Regions from separate parts of the Pan troglodytes genome. Here region 1 is linked to region 2. A link is a contact called in public HiChIP or PLAC-seq data. All regions are on one chromosome and are shown on one strand. Each heading gives the region's core, a stretch centred on a gene start, on an enhancer-like site or on the middle of the called end of the contact. The rest is flanking DNA. Distances are from core to core; before and after follow the strand shown.

Region 1 (6,696 bases), core at 3,890-6,389, 90 kb before region 2:
ATGTAAATTAAGCAGAAATAATTTGCGAATGTGACTGGAACATATTCTTCAGTCCATCTGTTTTGAAAGACTGATTATTACTTGAGATGGCAACTTCTATGTTTAACACAGCATACACCATTTCCTCTGCTCTCTATTTAATTACTGGCAAATTTAGCATCTGCCCTTAATGGATTCACTGGTGACTACATTCGGATGTTATTAATATTTAATAAAGCTTTACTTTTTTTACATAATTACATAATTTAAGAGCTCTTCAGTCGTAGCGCCTTTTACTTCATTAACTAAGTTTACTACCCACCTATGCCCCCCGCCCCATAAAAAGAAATAGATCTTGAGTTTTGTAGGCAAAGAATACTACAATATTCCAAAAATGTCTCTAATTACAGTATTATACATACTTTGAGAAAATAACCTATCTTTGTTCTTTATTATCTCAAATTATGCCTTTGTCTTCTGCAAATTAAGCAGACCACAGAGACCAGTTCTTGAAAAACATGATTCCTTCTCCACGTTAAGACCACTTAAATAATAATATTTCTTCTTGATGTTCATGTATGTATATGCATTTGACACTACTTGTATCAAGGAAATTTTCCTTGAACTGCCTATATTCTGCCTTTCCTTGCACTGCCTATATTCCCTCAATTTTTTTTTTTTTTTGAGACAGGGTCTCCCTCTGTCACCCAGTGACATGCAGTGGCATTCCAGTCACTGCTCACTGTAACCTCGACCTCCCAGGCTCAAGTGATCCTTCTGTCTCAGCGCCCCCAAGTAGCTGGGACTACAGGCGCATGCCACAATACACAGCTGATTTTTGTATTTTTTGTAGAGATGGGGTTTTGCCATCTTTCCCAGGCTGTTCTCCAACTCCTGGGCTAAACCAATCCACCCACTTTGGCCTCCCAAAGTGCTGGGATTATAGGCGTGGGCCACCTTGCCTGGGCCCCTCTTTCTATTTTGATTACTTAAATTGGAAAGGGATGTTAGGTGGGAGAGACACAGAGAACAAAGAAGAAACAAATAGAAGATTCAGAAAGGATTTCTGTGCCACTTAAGGATTTCTCTATTCTGGCTAAACCAGTATTGCCAAAGTCTCAAGCAGATCACAAGCTTATTTCTAACAGGTCTTTTCAGAGTAAGTGACAGAGGGAATCAACATGGGTCAAGAAGCAGTTAATGAATGGCAAGTAGCCAGGCAGGTTACCACAAAGCAGGTTTGCAGACTCATGGGATGAAATATAGGCACTTTGAGTCTGGCAAAGACTAAAACACAAGAATGATAAGACTGCCTAGGGCCAACCAGATTTATGCAATGGTAGTTTCTTCTGGAGTTTACTCAGTGTTCTGAATACTTCCTTCTGGCTCCCTCCTTAGCCTTGATTCAAAGAAGTGGTTGGAGAAGTTCATTGCCTACACATTTTGGTATGTAAACTATAAAATATAAACAGTTACCTATTGATCTTTCTCATTGTTACAGGAGATACATCTAGGAAATTAAGAACAAGTTGGCAACCTTTCCTCCTTAGGAGCAAGCAAGTAAAAACTAATGTTAAGAAAGACTTGCTCAAACCTGTACACTCTGGTATAGTTCTCCAAGTAAAAAGCATGGACATCCCTGCCTCCTCCCAGAGTTACTGGTCTGCCTATCAGAGATTCTACTCATCTTCAAGGCCCTGTTCTAAGTCACCTCTTCCTGGAAGCTTTCCTCGATAAATCACACAGAAAATAAGTTTTCTAATCAGGGACCTGCACTTCTACAGAGGTAGGTCATTCATACCCGAGTCTACATAGCCTACTCTCTATGGAAAACTAGTTATGGGCAGTCTTCTTATCCATACAGGATTCCTACACTTCTTTTGGGAGAGGGGCTATATATTTTGATTTTTTGAAATCCCTTTGAGACCTTGAAGTAAAGGGTACTCAAATGTCACATTTTTCAGTGGCTGAATTTGGAGTTATAACTACTAGAGGACAAATCTTTTAGATTTAATACTTGTAGCAGCCCTCAGTAGTAAGTGCTTTCTGCTATCACTTTTTAATTTTTTTTAAAATTTATTACTGCTCCTTGCAGAGCAGGGCTACTCTATATGTAGTGTGTCCAGAGTAGCCTGCTATCACTTTTGAGATGAGCTGCAGCACCACAATGTCTAGTTTAAAGAAATTGGCTCTTTACTGCTACTGTTCAAGGCATATGGTAGGTTTCAATTGTTCCCAGATCCCAAGGTGAAAAATGTAAGAAGCCCATATGGAATCAGAAAACATTTGTTGGTCTTACAATCATTCCCATATGCACCCACAACTAAAAACCCTGCAAAGATGAAGACAACACTTCAAGCTTTCAAAGATTAGCCTCTCCGCTACTGGTGTAACTACACTCAGTTGACAGACATTAAGTGAACATCAACACACGCCATGCATTAGGATGAAGACATTAAGAATCTAGTTCTAGCCAGGCATGGTGGCTCACGCCTGTAATCTCAGCACTTTGGGAGGCCAAGGCGGATGGATCATTTGAGGTCAGGAGTTCAAGACCAGTCTGACCAACATGGTGACACCCCATCTCTTCTAAAAATACAAAAAAAATTAGCTGGGTGTGGTGGCACATGCCGGTAGTCCCAGCTACTCGGGAGGCTGAGGCAGGAGAATCACTTGAACCTGGGAGGCGTAAGTTGCAGTGAGCCGAGATCACGCTGCGGCACTCCAGCTTGGGCGACAGAGTGAGATTCTGTCTCAAAAAAAAAAAAAAAAAAAAAAAAAAATCTAGTCCTATCATTAGGACAGGTAATATGTATCCCACCTTTTAAATCTATACTACCTTCTTGAAAAACATAAAAATATCACACATCCTTCTATGATATTTGGTTCCACGGTAACCCAGCATAAAATTATAAGGCTATATTCCTTTCTAAATGAAACTAATTGGAGAGTCTGATACGTAGCAAAACCAACTTCTCCAGCTACATCTCATATCCAATTCCACTGGATTATGGAAGATCCAACCAGGTTTTAAATGATTCTAGAGGACACAGGAAACTGATGTTACAACAATATCGGGTTTTTGCATTTATTTCTTCTGAGAAAAGCTATCTAAAATCTAAGTCAAAATCTCAAAATCAATCCACAGTTAAAAGAAACAAGATGTAAAAGCAATCTGGAGGGATATTTAAGATGAAAAACAAAATTAAAACAAGGCCCAAATGACGTGGCCTACGGCTCCAAACATAAAATATCCTTTTACACTCCCTCCCCACAGCGTAAGTCAGACCTTCTGAGTGCTGGGGTTACTGATGATTATACCAGAATTGAGCTGAACTAAAGTAAAACCGAATAAAGGGCAAACTTACAAACTTAGGTGAGAAATATCTACAAAAGTAGACACAAAGAAAGCCTTTCTCTCTTCCCATAAGGTATGCTATCCCTGCCCCCTTCTTCACACAAAAATAATTGCAATTTTAAAATAAAGTTTAAGGAACACAAGCTGCTTAGGTGTCTCAAGTGCAAAGAACTACTGACACGGATAATGTTAATGACTTTCAACTGCCTCTCATCTAATAGTATCTGTGCAATAAAGTCCAAAACACATCTCAGAAGGAAAAATGTTAACTCTAGGAGCACTTCCATTTGTCTTAATTTTGTTGTTTATCTTGTCATTGTTTTTCATATTCATGCCTCAAAACAGAGCAAATGTTAGTTAGCAGCAGCCAGAACACATCATCCTACTGCAGCAGGTGGCAAGAGCATCCTCGGGAAGGTGGGGAGCTGCAGCAGAGGTGAGCAGTGAAAGCAGCTACTGATGCCTTAAGGCTAAGGCCACAGGGACAAGCATGACAAACAGGCACAACCTCACATTATTTGTTCCCCAAATCCCTCCTCCAGAGTGGATCAGAATAATCGTTTCTCTACCACTGGTCAAGGCCAGACGTGGGTTTTCAAAGACTCCATATACTTGCTTTGAAATATCCTTAGCTTAATCCAAAACCTATTTGTGGGAGGACTCTGTGAGTGCCTGCCCATTACACTGTATCACCTAAAGCTGGTCCCGAAGGTATTAGCAGGAGAGAGATGTGGGATTTCAGAACACCAAGGAAGCCTATTCTTTAAAACGTAGACAAAAAAAAAAAAAAAAATATGGAGGCAGGAAGGCGGGAGGCAGTGATCTATGAGATTTGAAGCAAGTACAGACTGAGCCCCAGTACTTAGCCAGGTCTAAATCACGGTTGTGAACGCTTTCTTGCACCTGAGCTGAGGAAGAAAAGTAATGCTACCCACTTCCCTTCTTTCCATCAACTCTATATGTGGCAGCAGGACACACCCCCTGCGAACCTACCAGCCTCCGTCTAAAGAGGATCTTACCCATCCTTTGGCGTCCACCCTTAACCAACGCTCTGGAAACGCCTTGGTAGCCCAACTGTCTTTTCTCCCCCTCCTGACACCCCCCACTCACCTCTAGGCGGTCACAGCTGCCTCTCTGGCACCTCCAACTCCTATGTCGTTAGAACACCTAGACCTCAACGCCCTCTCGCGTTCTCCCCTCCGCGACTCGCCTGTGTTCTCGGATCTTCTCAGATCCGCTACGGTCGGCCTCAGGTCCCTCACGAGGGAACCCCCGCCCGGCCCCGCTCACGGTGCCCCATCCTCCCGGGCAAAGTCCACGCCTACGTCCTGACCCAGAGCCCCAGCTCCTTCGGGCCTAGTCAAGGACACCGCCTCTGTCTGGCCCACACCCCGCTCGCGGCACCTCCGCAGCCCAGCTCTACTCCCCAGCGCGGGACACTCACCAAGCGTGACCGAGCGGCAGCAGAGGAAAGGGAGTGAGCCACGAAAGGACAGTCCGCGGCGCCTCCCCTTCGCCACCAGCTTTATAGCCGCCAACCCACCCGACTCCGGCACCGCCGAGAGTCGCTGGGAGGCGGGACGGTGGCTCCAGCAGCCAATCGCGGCCGGTAGAGTTGCCCGGCAGCGCCCGCCCCCCAGTCCGGCTTCTACCAATCAAAAGGAAACTAGAGGCCATGACTCGCTAGGATTTTCCCTCGTGGCTGGAAGGGCGGGGAGAAGGGGCGGGGACAAAGTCTCAGGGCCGAGGAAGTGGTGTGAGAGACTGACGTGCGGTGGCACGAGAGCCCAGTTGCCAATGACGGAGCTGCGAGATACGGCGAGAGCCAACGGGAGCGGAGTGAGAGGTTCTCCGACCAATTGGGACTAAGTGAGAGGAGATGCGGGCCAATGGGTACTCCGCGTCCCACCGCTGGAGAGATGGTCAAATGTGGGAGGCGAGGTGGTCCCAGCTTGGGAGTCTGTCAGGTTGCCTAGCAACCAGAACTAGGCTTCACCTGAAAGATTTCTGAAATACTGTACTTGATTTGAATTCAGTCTTAACGTTTTCTAGCAAAGTGTGCCTAGATTGCAAATTGGAGCAGAATACTTCACCCAGAACTTGTATATGTGTAAATATTCTAAATACCCGATTTGTAAATACTCAAATATTGTCTCCTTCATTCAAAACTACCTTGACTTAAAAAAAACAGAACAAACAAAAGTGCTCTTGAGACAAAGCTTTCTAATTAAACCTAAAACAAAATGGTTTCAGGATTAGGCATCCGTGGGGAGGGTGCAGAGCCTTGCCTTTGAAGGGAAGTTGATACTGAATTCAAGGATTTTTGCCAGGCCATGCACTCTGAGGAAAGGGACTCCATTTGGCCTGTTGCCCACTGTATCTTCTAAGCTTCATATGTGGTACCTGCCAAATAAAAGGCTGTGGAAAGGCCACGTAATTGTCGGCATAGTAAATCCATCGGATATGGACTGCCTAACTCCCCCAGCAAATAGGAGCAATTCAAGCTAGAGGAATTCACTGAAACACTATTTGGGGGAATCCAAAGGAGGACACTTGTGGCTTTGCAATAAACTCTGCCTCTATCTAGTCAGAGAGAGAAGCCATAATACTTAGCTTTGGTGGGGGACTATGAGTGAGGTTCGGAGTTGTTTGTATCTCTCCCCATCTCAATTTAATTAACAGGAATGCTATTGATAAGGGGTCATTGGTAATTCTGTGATTCACACAATTATTGTTATGGGAGTTTTTTTAACCACTATAGATGCTAACCTAGTAAGACACATTCTCAGCAGCAAAGTGGCAAAATATATTGGAAATGGAACCACTATGAAGTGGTGGCATAAATGACTTGGGGGAAGAGGACCACTCAGTAATGATTTCCATTCCACAGTATTGCCCATGACTCATTTCATATGTATGTAAAGTAACTAGATAGTAAACAGAGAGAGAGAGACATTGCCTGATTATGATCAACAGCAATTTGGGGTGAGGTAGGAGATTAAAATTCTTGGCATATTGGAATATGCTGAAAGGCAGTAAGGACAAACACAAGAAAGAAGATACAGTTTTGTCGTTAGGAATCGCAAATAATTCCAACTCCAGGAGTACACAATGGGAAATGATTAGCCAGACGGTCATGAGAATGACCATCTTACACAACCGGAAATTTCTACAAGGAACAGACCGTCTTTTTGATCATGTTAATCTTCAATTAAGCAAAGTGAGCATGATTATTGATTACTGGGAAGCCAAACAATGGAGAACAAAAAGAGTTAGTAATTAGATACAGAAGATCTTGTTATAAATAAAGTTTCCATGCCGCAAAAGAAATAGCAGTCGAATATAAAATTTTCTTTTTA
Region 2 (7,451 bases), core at 1,377-3,876:
CTTTTTTCTAATTAGTTAATTTTTATGTATAGGAACTCTATTGATTATTTAATGTTGCTCTTGTATCCAGCAACCTTGCTGAATTTTTTTATTTGTAATAGTTTGGAGTAGATACTCCAGTTTTATAGGTAAATCGTCATTTTCATCTCTTTCTTCTCAATTCCTGTGTAGGAAATAAAGGATTTTTCTCTTTTAAAATCTGTTACTTTGCTAAATGCCTAGAACAGTACCTAGCCCATTGAAAGTTTTAAATTGCTGCGGTGGATTAATCTATTTTCTTCCTTGCCCTCCTGGGATAAACCATACTTATTCATAATATATTAATTTTTATATCTTGTATAAGATTTGCTATTTATTAAGATTTTTGCACCTCTGTTCATAAATTAATCTATACTTTTATACCCTGTTACCATCCTTCCATGTTTTGGGTATTAAGGGTATGTTAATCTCAACAATGCATTAGGGAGTTTTTCTCTGTTCTTCCATCCTTTGAAAGAGTTTGTATAAGATAAAGATTTTCTGTTCCTCCAATTTTTGGTAAAGCTTAAAAAACTATCTAGGCCTGGTGTCTGAGGAAAGATGTTTAAGTTGGATTTGTTATTGGCTTACTTGTATATATAATATATATATATTTACATATATATTTATTATTTTTCCAAGAAATTGTTCATTTTATCCACAATTTCTACTTTATTCTCACAAAGTGTCATAGCTTTATCTCACTGTATTTGCAGTCATGACTCCTTTTTTAAATTCTTAGTGTTTGAAGTGAAGGTTCCTGTGCAAAGTAATAGTTTAAAAGTTTGAGCCAGGTGTGGTGGCTCATACCTATAATCCCAGTACTTTGGGAGACTGAGGTGGGAGGATTGCTTGAGGCCAGGAGTTCAGGACCAGCCTGGGCAACATAGTGAGACCCTGTCTCTACAAAAAATTTAAAAGATTAGCCAGGCGTTGTGGCCCACCTACTTGGGAGGCTAAGGCAGGGGGATCACTTGAACCCAGGAGTTGGAGGCTTTGATCCTGCCATTGCGTTACAGGAAAGGGGTCCCCATCCAGACGCCAAGAAAGGGTTCTTGGATCTCGTGCAAGAAAGTATTTAGGGCCAGTCCGCAGTGCAAAGTGAAAGCAAGTTTATTAAGAAAGCAAAGGAATAAAAGAATGGCTACTTCATAGAGCAGCCCTGAGGGTGGCTGGTTGCCCATTTTTATGGTTATTTCTTGATGATATGCTAAACAAGGAGTGGACTATTCATGCCTTACCCCCCGCCCTTTTTTTTTTTTGAGACGGAGTATCGCTCTGTATCGCTCTGTTGCCCAGACTGGAGTGCAGTGGCGAGATCTCTGCTCACTGCAAGCTCCGCCTCCCGGGTTCACGCCATTCTCCTGCCTCAGCCTCCCGAGTAGCTGGGAATACAGACGCCCGCCACCACGCCCGGCTAATTTTTGTATTTTTAGTAGAGACGGGGTTTCACCGTGTTAGCCAGGATGGTCTCGATCTCCTGACCTCGTGATCCGCCCGCCTCTGCCTCCCAAAGTGCTGGGATTACAGGCGTGAACCACTGCGCCCAGCCCATGCCTCTCCTTTTGAGACCAAATCGGGTAACTTTCTGACGTTGCCATGGCATTTGTAAACTGTCATGGCGCTGATGGGAGTGTAGTAGTGAGGGCGACCAGAGGTTACCCTTGTGGCCATTTTGGTTTTGGTAGGATTTAGCCGGCTTCTTCACTGCAACCTGTTTTATTAGCAAGGTCTTTTATGACCTGTATTTTGTGCTGACCTATGTCATCCTGTGACTTAGATGGGAATGCAGCTTAGTAGGTTTCAGCCTCATTTTACCTAGCTCCTATTTTAAGATGGGAGTTGCTCTGGTTCACTCGCCTCTGACAATTGCCTTGCAGCCTGGGCGACAGAGACCTTGTCTCTAATAATAAATAAATGTTTGGCTCTAAGCTTAGAAACAAAGCATTCAACTCATGGGTTAAAGAGGAAACCACAAAATCTTATTCTGGAAAATCGTAAAAGTACTATTTATTATAATGGGTGGGGTACAGTTAAATTTAGCCCTAAATGCATTTATTTAAAACACATACACGAAAAAAACGTGTGTTCAACTAAAAACCCGGAAAAGGAAAATCAGAGGACACAAAGCACGAGAAAAAAAGAAAGAAAGAAAGAAAGAACGAAAAAAGAAAAGCACGACGTTATGGCGCTTTGAGGCTGTCGCGCTACTGGTATCTGTAGTCGTGGCTGCCGTGGACCAGGAGAGACTGAAGTGGAAAACAGCGGGCGGTAGCCGAAGCAGAGAGCAAGGAAGAGCGCGGGAAGTGCAGAGCGACAGCAACAAGAAAGGGGTGGCGCGGGACGTCGTTTACCTGGGCGACGTCCAGCCGCCCTTCCCGCCTCTGCGCCTACGCAACCTGCTTGGCGCCACTGACCTGGTGAGGAGGCTTCTTTAAGGCCGTGGACGGTTCCTACCCGCGCGCGGAGAGGACCGACGTGAAGAAGCTGCCAAAGTATAACAAGTACTACGCGAAGGGTAGGTAGGGTGGAGTCCCAGGCAGCGCGTGACGGCCGGATGCCCAGACGCGCACGTCGCCCGCAGGCGCACGCCTGGACCCGGGGGAGCCGGCTGGGGCGCCCAGGACCAGGCCTAGCCTACTGCGGGCTGCCCTTCACAGAGCTGCAGGAGAAAACTAGTTGTATGGTGCACGCATTCCCTAACCCTTACTAGTTTTTTTTTTTTTTTAATTGATCGGCCAGCTTTTGATGCGGGTATGTTAAAATCTCCCACTGTTATTGGGATTATGCCAGTTTTTTTTTTCTTGCATTTCTGTCTACTTATGTGATACAACACTTGGGGTTATGTTTTCAGATGCCCAAGTACCCTCCTGGTCCACAGCCAGAATTAAAATGAGGCACGAGCCTCAGGTGCAGAATTTAAGGGACCGCCAAAAGAACTCCGTAATGAAAATAAGCAATATTTGGATGCAATATTTTAAAAAATAAAAATTAATGCAAAAAAGTCTATGATTAGTAAAATGCTGCAATTTTAAATAAAAACAAAATCTGACTGCATTTTCACGCCTCGATCATCTCTCTTGCCTCACAGGAGTCTGGGCCCTAGAGATAGCTTTTCTGTGAAGTGAACTTTTTTATCTTTCGGTTAAGATTCCTCTATTTCTACTATAACTTTTTGCTTAAATCATATTTTTCTGTTATTGACATTGCTACGCTAATCTTTTGGTTTGTATTCATTTATTCTCTCTCTTTTTTTGCGTTTTTAAATCTTTTTTCTTTGCTTTTTATTCTTTCTGTTGGAAAGGTATTTTCTGTGTTTCCTTTATTAATATTTTTCTACTAAAAATTTAGGCTGAGTTGGGTCAAGAAAAAGCTTCCTTGGGAAAAATGTCTACAATATCTAGTACCGATATGTTTCTTTTTGAATCGTAGAAGTGTGTTATTTTACTAATTAAAGTGATTGTCACATCAGTAAAATTCTAGAAGCATTTATAGGGTGCTGCCTGCATTGTATCAGTCTTTGTAACAGACACCGAGTATATAAGAATTAATAAGTCATAGTACCTGCCCTCAGGGCGCCTACAATTAGCAATTAGCAGACTTTTTTTTCTTTTTTTCCTTTAGATAGGATCTTGCTCTGTCACCCAAGCTGGAGTGCTGGAGTGCAGTAGTACAAACACAGCTAACTGCAGCCTTCACCTCCTGGCGTCAAGTGATCCTCTTGCCTCAGCCTCCCGTGTTGCTGGGACCACCGGTGCACACCACCATGCCTACCTAATTTCTTTATTTTTTTTGTAGAGATGGGAGCTTACTTTGTGCCCAGGCAGAGCAGACATTTTTCTAACATTGTCTCATTGGACCTCTCTGCTGTATTTAACACTTACCCATTCCTTCCTTGAAAATTTCCATATTCCTAGTTACTAGTCTCTTCTAATTTTCTGAATAATGAGAAATTACAGCTGGGCACAGTGGCTCATGCCTGTAATCCCAGCACTTTGGGAGGCCGAGGCAGGAGGATCACGAGGTCAGAAGTTCAAGACCAGCCTGGCCAAGATGGTGAAACCCCATCTCTACTAAAAATACAAAAAAATTAGCCGGGCATGGTGGCAGACGCCAGTAATCCCAGTTACTCAGGAGGCTGAGACAGAGAATTGCTTGAACCCGGGAGGTGGAGGTTGCAGTGAGCCGAGATTGTGCCACTGCACTCCAGCCTGGGCGACAGACAGGGACTCCATCTCAAAAAAAAAGAAGAGAAATTACTTTCTCTACCTCTTGAATGTGTCCTCCTTTGCCCTCTCCTCAATAGTTAGCATTCTCAAAGTGCCATCCCTAACCTACTGCTCTTTTCTTTCCACATCTCATGTTTAAAATTTTTACTATGTCAGTAACTTCAAAATGTGTTTTTTTAGCTCTACCCAAATATTCTGATGTGTATCCACCTGCCATTGAACATGCACTTGGATATCCCACAGGCACCCCAAACTCAACAGAGCCGCAACTGAAGACATCATCTCCTGCCACTTTAAATCTACTGTTTTCATTTTCTCATCTCGTTTAATCACTTTGTACTGTTATCCAAGTGTAATTCCATCTTCTGCACTCCCATGGCCAGTCAAACTCCTGTAGATTGTATTTTCCTTAACACTTTTCAGATCTGTCTCCTCTTCATCCTTGTTACCACTCTTAGTTCAGGACCTTATTAATTGGCTTCTGGACTGCTGAACCTCTCAGTTGTCTACTTTCTTCCAATTTGAATCTGAGGTCCCACAGTACCTTGTGCTTTCCTATATCTTAGTCTTTACCATGTATGACATTAAGAGTCTATATGACTGTCTTTTGATCTTTGTAACCCCCCACCACATAGCACATTGTCTGGTATTAGTGCTAAATAAGTTTCTTGGACTGAACTAAGCTCCGATCTTATCAGTGTTTCATTTTTATCTTGTTTTAAGGCTTTTAATGTCCAAAATATTTTTGCTTTTTTTCTAGGAATAGTATTTTCAGTTTTTGGTCAAGCTCTTATGTCCCAAATTATCTACAATTACACAGTGCTTTTCATAGGTACCATCCCTGCACATTGAAGTAATAAGGGGTCAGTCAATATGATAAATCATTTGTTCACTATATGTAATATTGTAAAGATGTTTTTAGTATCTGATCAGAAGCATTCCTATTTGTCTTATTATGGTGTTATTTCTTTTCTTTTTTTTTTTTTTTGGGATACCGTCTTGTTCTGTTGCCCAGGCTGGAGAGCAATGGTGTGATCACGGCTCACTGCAGCCTTGAATGCCCAGGCTCAAGTGATCCTCCTGCCTTAGCTGCCCAAGTAGCTCGGACTACAGGTGCACCCCACTATGCCTGGCTAATTTTTAAAATTTTTTGCAGAAACAGGGTGTTGTATGTTACCCAGGCTGGTCTCAAACTCCTAGCCTCAAGCAATCCTCCCACCTCAGCCTCCCAAAGTGCTAGGATTATAGGCATGAGCCACTGCACCTGGCCTTATTCTGGTGTTATTTCTATTAGTTTTGGATTATTGTCATTATTATTCCCAGTATTAAGTGTATGGATGATTTTCCAGGAATGTGAGTCCCTGTTTTGGTTCTGTCTATGATCCAGTTTTGGTCACTAGAGGGCTGTAAAGATCTCTTAGTGCTCAAGAACTGTTGGCACTACACATCAAATTTGTGATACAAAAGTTAGATTCTGGGTTTTGTGATTGTTGGAGAGTGGGGTCTCACTCTATTGCTCAGGCAGGTCTCGAACTCCTAGACTCAAGCTATCCTCCCACCTTTGTCTCCCCAAGTGCTGGATTACAGGCGTGATCCACTGCGCCTGGCAGATTTTGGGTTTTAAGGAAAGGATCCTGCTATTGTAGAGACGTGAACAGCTTCCTCTCTTACTTGGATGTGTTGTATAGGATCTCACTACTCAAAGTGTGGCTCCCAGAGCCACAACAATGGCATCACCTGGGAGCTGACTAGAAATGCAATTTGAAAGGCACTGGTACTATATATAGAACACAGCAAAATAGAAACAGAGTAAAGAAAGGCACATGCAATTATTGGAGAAAGGATTTGCAGACTAAAGATAAAAATGATATAAAAGATTCACTTAGCTGCTAGCAGTGTCTCAAGACTGCAATTTAAGAAGGGCAGGCTGGGTGCAGTGGCTCACGCCTGTAATCCCAGCACTTTGGGAGGCCGAGGTGGGCAGATAATGGGGTCAGGAGTTCGAGACAGCCTGACTAACATGGTGAAACCCCGTCTCTACTAAAAATACAAAAAATTAACCGGGCATGGTGGCAGGTGCTTGTAATCCCAGCTACTCAGGAGGCTGAGACAGGAGAATCACTTGAATCTGGGAGGCAGAGGTTGCAGTGAGCAGAGACCACACCACTGCACTCCAGTGTGGGCAACAGAGCAAGACTCCGTCTCAAAAAAAAAAAAAGAAAAAGAAAAAAAAGGCAACACATAATGTTCAGAATGTGGTTAGAACACATCTCTCCATTCTTGTGGACCTCAAACCTTAATGTAGCCAGATCATGCAGTGGGTGCCAACAGATGACCACTGCTGTCACTAAGTGGGCAGGTAGGACTCACTAATCCATGATATATGGAACTGCTATTCCCAAATAAAGTCCTGCCAGGTACTTTTTGGAACCCTGGGATAATGTTTGGGGGCATGGAGAGTGGATGGGGATTTTTCTTTGCTTTAACATGATACAGACACTAGAGTGGTCAGGGGATAGTCTTGAAAGGGTTTGGATAATTGTGTGCCATAAAAACATCCTGAGAGGCTTTGTAGCATGGTACTTAAGCATGTGGAGACTACCAGGTTTAAATTATCCTTCTGCTAGTTACTAGCTGACCTTAGGTGAGTTAACTCTCTGTATCTCAATCCTTTTTTCTGTAATATGGGGGTGGTCCTAGCATCTACCTCAGGGTTATTGTGAAGATTGCATGAGTTTGTACATTTAAGTGCTTAGAACAGGAGTGACAAACAACACTCAATAAATGGAAACAAAAAGGACATATGTGGGCCAATATGCAGTACAGTCCCTGGCTCATAGTAAGTATACAGGTGCCCATTAAATGTTTGTGGAATGTGCCACTTGTTTATGTATTTTCCCTCAGTTTCAAACTCACCCTTAATTTCCTGTTCTATGAAATTGAGATGGGCCCTTAAATATTTTTCCTTGGCTAGCTGGAATGTTGTTAAACTTTATCTATAGAAGATATTGAAGGGACATTGCAGGAAGAGGGGGTTTTCCTTCCTGGCTCCAGGGTTCTCTCATCAGGTTCCTGTAGATCCAGCTTCTGCAGTGCTTTAGCTTCAGTGCATGGCAACTAGCAGCACCCCTACAGGCAGGTTTGTAGCCCAGCATGTCCAGTGAGATGCTTCCCTGTGAAGGACTTTCCCCTGCAAACTAGAAG

What was found. HiChIP or PLAC-seq counts read pairs in DNA pulled down with a chosen protein or histone mark.
Region 1: an H3K4me3 HiChIP or PLAC-seq map of stem cell-derived excitatory neurons shows a contact between it and region 2, with 2.2 times the contacts expected there. The contact joins the promoter of HMGCS1 here to the promoter of CCL28 in region 2. A contact is called at or near these places in 1 of 7 Hi-C or Micro-C datasets (stem cell-derived neural progenitor cells) and 1 of 1 datasets of contacts at active chromatin or transcription factors (stem cell-derived excitatory neurons).

Annotation. Positions count from the first base shown.
Region 1 is chr4:69,481,993-69,488,688 of NHGRI_mPanTro3-v2.0_pri, reverse strand. It overlaps HMGCS1 (3-hydroxy-3-methylglutaryl-CoA synthase 1), which reads right to left and starts at 5,139. Exons shown (of 10, transcript XM_016953343.3): 1 at 4,782-5,139.
Region 2 is chr4:69,388,782-69,396,232 of NHGRI_mPanTro3-v2.0_pri, reverse strand. It overlaps CCL28 (C-C motif chemokine ligand 28), which reads right to left and starts at 2,626. Exons shown (of 3, transcript XM_009449212.4): 1 at 2,436-2,626.